Linked DNA regions of Gossypium arboreum: region 1 is linked to region 2. A link is a contact called in public Hi-C data. All regions are on one chromosome and are shown on one strand. The core of a region is the stretch at or near the end of the contact, and the rest is flanking DNA. Distances in the headings are between cores, read along the strand shown. Region 1 has its middle 25 kb from the start of LOC108455796. Region 2 overlaps LOC108454366.

Region 1 (3,768 bases), core at 947-3,446, 150 kb before region 2:
GAGAATGATTTTGATGATGTACCTGTCAGAGGCACTAGAACCTTAATGGACATTTATGAGAGGTATAGTCTGACCACTGTTGAGCCTTCCTGTTTTGATGAAGCTACAAGGGAGGGCTGTTGGAAAGAAGTTATGGAGGCTGATCCACAAAAATGATACATGGGAGCTAGTTGATAGACCAACAAACAGAAAGGTCATTGGTGTGAAATGGATGTTCAGGACCAAACAATACAGATGGGTCACTGAACAAGCACAAAGCTAAGTTGGTTGTAAAGGGGTATAGTCAGTAGCATGGCATCGATTTCTTTGAAACCTTTGCACCAGTTGCAAGGTTGGACACCATAAGGCTGTTGTTTGCCTTGGTTACTCAGAAGTAGTGGAAAGTGCATCAGCTGGATGTTAAATCAGCTTTTTTGAATGGATTTCTCAAGAAAGAGATCTTTGTTGAACAACTTGATGGATTCAAGGTCCTTGGTGAAGAGCACAAAGTCTACAAGCTCAAAAAGACTTTGTATGGCCTAAACAGGCTCCAAGGGCCTGGTATAACAGGATTGATGCATACTTATCAAGGCTGGGGTTCGAAAAGAGCATTAGTGAGCCTACACTCTATGTGAAAAAGGTGGAAAAAGAAACTTTGCTGATTGTGTCTTTGTATATGGATGACTTGTTGGTTACTGGTTGCAGAAGTGAATTGATTGAAGATTTTAAGAAGCAGATGCAAGATGTTTTTGAGATGACTGATTTAGGCTTGATGACCTACTTTCTCGGTATGGAAGTGAATCAGAATGAGCATGGTATTTTTATAAGCCAGCAAGCTTTTGCATTGAAGGTTCTAGTTTTGCATGACAAATTGCAAGCCTGCTAGCACTCCTGTAGCACTAGGAAAAAAACTCTCAAGCAACAGTGATCATGATCGTGTGGATGAGAAGAGATACAGAAGTCTAATTGGTGCCTACTTAACTTGACGCAACAAGGCTAGACATCATGTATGTTGTTAGCCTTCTATCGAGGTTCATGGATTGCTACAATGTAGCTCATTTCAAGGCTGCTAAAAGAGTCTTAAGGTATGTCAAAGGGACCTTAGGACCTTAGGCTATGGTGTGAAGTTTGAGAGAGCTGAAGAGCTGAAGTTGGTTGGCTATTCAGACAATGATTGGGCTAGTTTAGTTGATGATACGAAGGGTACATCGAGCTACTTCTTCACTCTAGGTTAAGGTGTTTTTAGTTGGAGTTCTAAGAAGTAACAGACAGTAGCTCAATTCACAATAGAGGTAGAGTATATTGCAGTTGCTACTGTTGTTAATCAAGCCATTTGGCTTAGGAAACTTTTAAGTGACTTAAATGCTAATCAAGTGGAAGCAATAGAGATCAAAATTGACAATCAGTCAGTTGTTGTAATTGCCAAGAATCCTGTATTTCATGGTAAGATCAAGTATCATTTTGTGAGAGAGGCAGAGTTGTGAAAGGAAATCAACTTGATCCAGAGTTGTGAAAGGAAATCAACTTGATCCATTGCTGCTCGGAGATTCAGCTCGCAGACATTTTGACCAAGTCATTGGCTGTCACTAAATTCGAGTATTTGAAGAAGGAAATTATAGTTATTGCTTTGTAACCAAGGAGGAGTGTTGAAAGGTAGTAACAATGCAGCAACATGCAAGTGACCAAGCAACACAGCTGTAGCATGCAAATGGCCATGGATACTTGCACAAGCAAGATTTGTTTTTTACCATGTAATTGAACTATATGGCATTTTTGCTTATTCAAACACAATGTTTTTGTTTTTTGATCTTTAGTTTCTGATTTAAACTCAACACAGCAGAAGGGGAGTAGGAGGAGCCATGTATTATGAAATGAAACTTTTCTCTTAACCTATCTTTTCTCTATTCTTTACTCATATTTCTCTCGGTTAATGGAGGGAGGGAGGGAGGGAGGGAGGAATGGAGGGAGGGGGGATTTTATATGGGTGCCGGCTTAGTTCGGTAAAATAGCCTTAGCTTTCTGATTTTAACTTTTATTACTGTAGAAAGTCTTTCTTTATTTTGGGTTGGAGTCGGGCATGTCAAGGGAGTCAAGCTATGGGCCAGGGGCTCACAGCATCAAAGGAATACCAACTCATGGTGGACGCTATGTTCTATACAACGTTTATGGTAACCACTTCGAAGTTTCCAGGAAATACCTACCTCCTGTTCGCCCCGCCGGCCGTGGTGCTTTTTGTATTGTCTGGTAAGATCTTTTTTCCCCTGCTAACTTTGTTTCGGTTTAAGTTTCTAGTTTGATTCACTTCCTGTTTATTTCAATTTCTGGGTTTGTTTTAGTCTTAGAGCTTCAACATGATAGTTTTTCAAGAAGTCAATATGTGATCATTTTTCTTTTGTTAGATTTCAGTTTCATGATTAATAAGTTAGTTATTAGTATGAAATGAAAATTTTCTCTTAACCTATCTTTTCTCTATTCTCTACTCTTATTTCTCTTTGTTGCAATCATCGGTTAATGAGTGGGGGATTTTTTATATGGGTGCCGGCTTAGTTCGGTAAAATAGCCTTAGCTTTCTGATTTTAGCTGTTATTACTGTAGAAAGTCTTTCTTTATTTTGGGTTGGAGTCAGGCATGTCAATGGAGTCAAGCTATGGGCCAGGGGCTCACAGCATCAAAGGAATACCAACTCATGGTGGACGCTATGTTCTATACAACGTTTATGGTAACCACTTCGAAGTTTCCAGGAAATACATCCCTCCTGTTCGCCCTACCGGCCGTGGTGCTTATGGTATTGTCTGGTAAGACTTTTTTTCCCCTGCTAACTTTGTTTCGGTTTAAGTTTCTAGTTTGATTCACTTCCTGTTTATTTCAATCTCTGGGTTTGTTTTAGTCTTAGAGCTTCAACATGATAGTTTTTCAAGAAGTCAATATCTGATCAGTTTTCTTTTGTTAGATTTCAGTTTCATGATTAATAAGTTAGTTATTACTATGATCAAACAGGCTAGGTAGTCCCCCGCGCCAACCCCCCTTTAAATTACAATTTTAGGTTTAGTGCACTGTAATCAAACTTAAGTATATTACCCGGACTGAGTGTTAGACAAGGGTATGTGGCTAATACAAGTATTTTGAGGACCATAATTTCATAGCCATGTCGTTGTATATGGATACTAGAGGAAAATGAAAACTCTTGGTAATACAGTTTATAAAATGTATTTGGCAGTGTGATTGCTTTTGATGAAATTAAGCTGCCAAATTCTAGGGTTCCATTGAAGTGAATAACTTTAGGTTCCGCCTTTCAGGCTGAGAAGATTGAAAGAAAGTTAACATTCTGTTCATTTGACTTACTGTCTATTTTGTTAGTAACAATGTGAGGCTAAGATTTGATTTCCCTTTCTTTTTCTCAGTGCTGCTTTGAATTCAGAGACATGTGAGAAGGTTGCTATCAAGAAAATTGGTAATGCATTTGACAATAGGATTGATGCTGAAAGGACATTGCGAGAGATCAAGCTTCTTCGTCACATGGATCATGAGAATGTAAGTGCTGTTTTGGTTTCATAGTTCCCATGTTTAACTTTTTGATGGACGTTTCAATAATGTTGTTTTAGTCGTAGACTCCTAATTGTTAGGCTTCTTGCTTGTATAAGGTCAGGTTTCTATGGCTAAACAATATCTATATTTTGTCCCTATCTGTGTATTTAGAGGGATTTGGGCTAACCTTTCTGTTGATTTGAGTTCCTTGAGAAGATTATCTGTTAACCCTAAATTAACTTTTAACCTTTAAGGACAGGCTAA
Region 2 (3,591 bases), core at 124-2,623:
GGTCGGTAACTAACTCAAGATTTATGTAAGTCACACCATGAACACCACAAGTTAATTAATTCACAAACGAATTTCGAATTATTTCAATTTAGGTTCAGTCCAATGTATCATTCTTCTAATGAGTATATTTATGTCTCTACCCGCGGAGTCAATTATTTCAATAGTCAAAACTAATCATCTCTCTAATTGGAATTGTAGACGACATTATAATCCTTCTGAGTATTTGAATTAAATACTCACTTGAGTTCTTTTACGAGATTATAGACTTGTTTACATTATCTAATACGAGCACATTTCTCAACAATATAATAATGTAAAATTAACTTTATTTATTTGTTCATCATTTAAATATATAAAAATAATTACAAATTTATTACAATACGAGCACATTTCTCAACACTTAACATAAAAGGAAAAGAAATAAAATCCCTTTAAATTTCAACTACATATTTACAACTACGTAATATATTTTCTAACAGAGGCAAATGATTGAACACATGGAATGGAAGTCATAATTTAAACCATTTACAAATAGTAAGCTCAAGAAAGCCACAACAAAAGCTCAAACGAGAGCCAAAATAGAGGAAAAACAAATTCCATCCACAGAAAAGGAGAAGATTGAGATTGGGTCAAACCTTTTGCCCTCGTGGAGAACGACAGAAAAGTGAGACCAATCTAAACTTCAAGAGAGAATGACAGAATATGGAGGAATCAGAAAAGCTTCTAGGAGAAAACCCAAGGCATCAAAACAAGAGAGATTACAAGATGATGAAACAGTAGGAGCTCGTGGAGAAAGTTCAACTCGAAGGAAAAAATGGGAAAAACCCATGTATTAAACATTAAATTTTATAATAATAAGAATTGCTATAATATAAATATCAAATCAAATATGATTATCTTACAAAAGATTGGAAACTACAAGCAACATTGATTTCTACATTCGCACAAACACTAAACATGATACAATGTACAAGTGCATATAAATATGAAATTATATTCAATGCAACATCAATGTATAAATTTTACGCATCATTAATGCACCACAATTTATGATATCATTGATGGACAAAATAAAAAATAAAAAAAATCAAATAACCTTTCAATAACTACTTAAAAATTTATTCAAACTTGATTAAAAATAATTATAATTTCTCACCTTCATCTCTTAATTGTCTCCTATATCCCGTCTACTTCACAGTTTTGACTGCTTCCAGACTTTTTCCCCGGGCTCGCCCGATTATCTGTTCAGTGATGGCCAAAAGAAGCTACGTTTATCTCCAGAAAGCTTTGACGTCAACTCCGGAAATGGGTCACTTTCCCATCTTGAGTTTGCCTCAAGAAACAAGAGACTGCGGGCAGTTTTGATGCCCTTTATGGATCAAACGGCACTGACAAATCTGATGCCTATGGCATTAACAAGGCCTTACAGTCTTGCCAAGCTGTCGTTGTACGTAGTTGCAACGAGTTTGAAGGTAATTACTTGATTACTTGAGTTTACTTAAGATGCTCGGGAAACAAAGTGATTTCGGCAAGTTGGCTTCCACCGGAGAAACCACAAGGACGAGACATCACCGATGAGGCATGGGTTAAGATTTTTAAGTGGCTAGACGAGCAAAAGCACAGGTCAGTTGTGTTTGTGGGGGGTTGGCAAATTGGCAGTGAGTGTAAACTGAGCAGAGATCAAACTTATGAGATAGCTTATGAACTAGAGTTATCTGAATTGGGCTAAAGATTATACGGATGCAGTGCCACGGGGTTTTGCTCAAAGGACACAAGGCAGAGGAGTGGTGACTCTTGGGCGGGCACCACAAACGGACATTTTGGGGATCCTTGTTTCACTGTGGTTGGAGTTACAGTGATAGACAAGATAGCTAGTGGAGATTGACAAGAGGTGAAGATGGATTATACAATAAAAAAGAAGTGGCAAATTCTGAGGCTAGGACAAGGCCTCAGGTCTGCTGAGTTTAGTAGTGATCAATAAAAGTACATTACTCAACTTCTGGAGTACCTGAAAAATGGAGCGGTTAATAATATTGGTATAATTAATAGCTAAGGCTATCAAGATTATTCTGGTTGGCATTCCGTAGTAAACGTGATAAATAATAAAGAGCCTTGTGAAAATCATGATTTTCCATTTCATTAAAAAAAAAAAAAAAAACCTGTGCGATTGCCCGTATATAATGACGTGAGTAATTTTAAAAACAACGAAAAAAAAAGAAGGGGCAAATTTTGTCAATTTTATCCAAATCCATGAAAATTTCCAAACCAAAAGGATAAGATGTAAAACCTGTAATTCACTTCAGGCTCAAGAAACTCATTGAGTATAATAAGTGGTCTATTTGATTTATTTATATTCAACATTTATACAGCCAAAAATACGTAAATAAATAGTGTGAAGAATAGTGGATTAAAACAAAAAATACCTCTGATACATGCAACCGAGCATGAAATGAATGCTATGATGCTTAACCCTCTATATCTACAAAGAACAATTTTTGTGATTCTAATGAGATACAAAGATTCACTGTAACAAAGGCCTAATCAGTCGCATGACTTTGATTTCCACTGCTTGTCCTTTGCTTTGATTAAACATATAAATGAATGCATGCTTTCGCTAAAATTGGCATTCCCCCACTGCAACTTTTGTTTCAGTACCTACCTTATTTCTCTTCTGCATTTGCAGTGGAAGAGAGTTTCTCTTCCAAATCGTCAAGCAAATCATGGTATTCAGCAAATGAAGAATGAGACTGTCAAAAGGACATTGTTAGAGCATGGTGAGAAAGTCGGATTTGGTTAAGAATATTTGGACTGTAAAAGCCACATACCTGCAATGTCATATTATATGCTTTCCACAACCGCATGTCATGCCGGAAAAGATCAAAAAGAACCTGCTCAACAACAAATAGATTATGATCATGAAACCAACTCTGATGAATAACTTGCCTAGCTTTTTAATGTCAAAAGGACCTAAAATGAAAACAATTAAATAACAGGTATCCTCAAAGATGGATTTCAATAACACCAAAAGAGATTTTAACCCAAGATTACATAGATATGTTTCAGTTCAGCCTCTTTTGAGGTGATCATCTACCTATCAGGAACAAATTTTTTCCAACGAAAAAATTACTTAATTTATTCGAAAATAATAACCAGAATATCAAAGGAAGATGTCAAATAAAGCACCAGAAAGAACAAGTTTTCGGATCTCAAATTTGAATGATAACAAACAACTTTAAATAGTCCCGCTTTAAGATTCAGACAGAAGATGGTTGAAACTCAGCTCGCTGTTTTCTTATGGCAGACAATTAAGGCCTATGTGGCTCTTTTTCATACTAGGAATAGCAGTGCGAAAAAAGAGAAAGAAGGAAAGTTGGGTTCTATATTGTTTTCCATTATGCTCCAATTGACTGCCATCTAACCCCTATATGCAGCTCTTTTTTTATCATACTACAAAGAGAGACGAGAAGAAAGAGAAATCAGGAAGGACAAGCAGCTATTTAGAGAAACAATAGATATTAGGCAAATATCAATTGAAAAGTCACATTAACAAAAACATTTATCCAAAACATTGATGAACTTACTGAACACTTT

The links. Hi-C and Micro-C count contacts between places; a contact is called where the count stands out from the background.
Region 1: a contact with region 2 is called in a Hi-C map of leaf, with 4 times the contacts expected there. The contact joins two enhancer-like sites. A contact is called at or near these places in 2 of 5 Hi-C or Micro-C datasets (both in leaf).

The regions. Positions count from the first base shown.
Region 1 is chr7:72,788,474-72,792,241 of ASM2569848v2, reverse strand. It overlaps the pseudogene LOC108476349. Among protein-coding and RNA genes, the nearest start is that of LOC108455796, 25 kb to the left of the region's middle. Within about 2 kb of position 2,196, at least 2 of the 2 cell types and tissues checked have an H3K27ac peak or open chromatin away from gene starts, as enhancers often do. A contact at or near this core is called in leaf, where this site is marked.
Region 2 is chr7:72,641,538-72,645,128 of ASM2569848v2, reverse strand. It overlaps LOC108454366, which reads right to left. Exons shown (of 23, transcript XM_017752808.2): 22 at 2,826-2,888; 23 at 2,318-2,747. The coding sequence ends at 2,661. Among protein-coding and RNA genes, the nearest start is that of LOC108454366, 9.9 kb to the right of the region's middle. Within about 2 kb of position 1,373, at least 2 of the 2 cell types and tissues checked have an H3K27ac peak or open chromatin away from gene starts, as enhancers often do. A contact at or near this core is called in leaf, where this site is marked.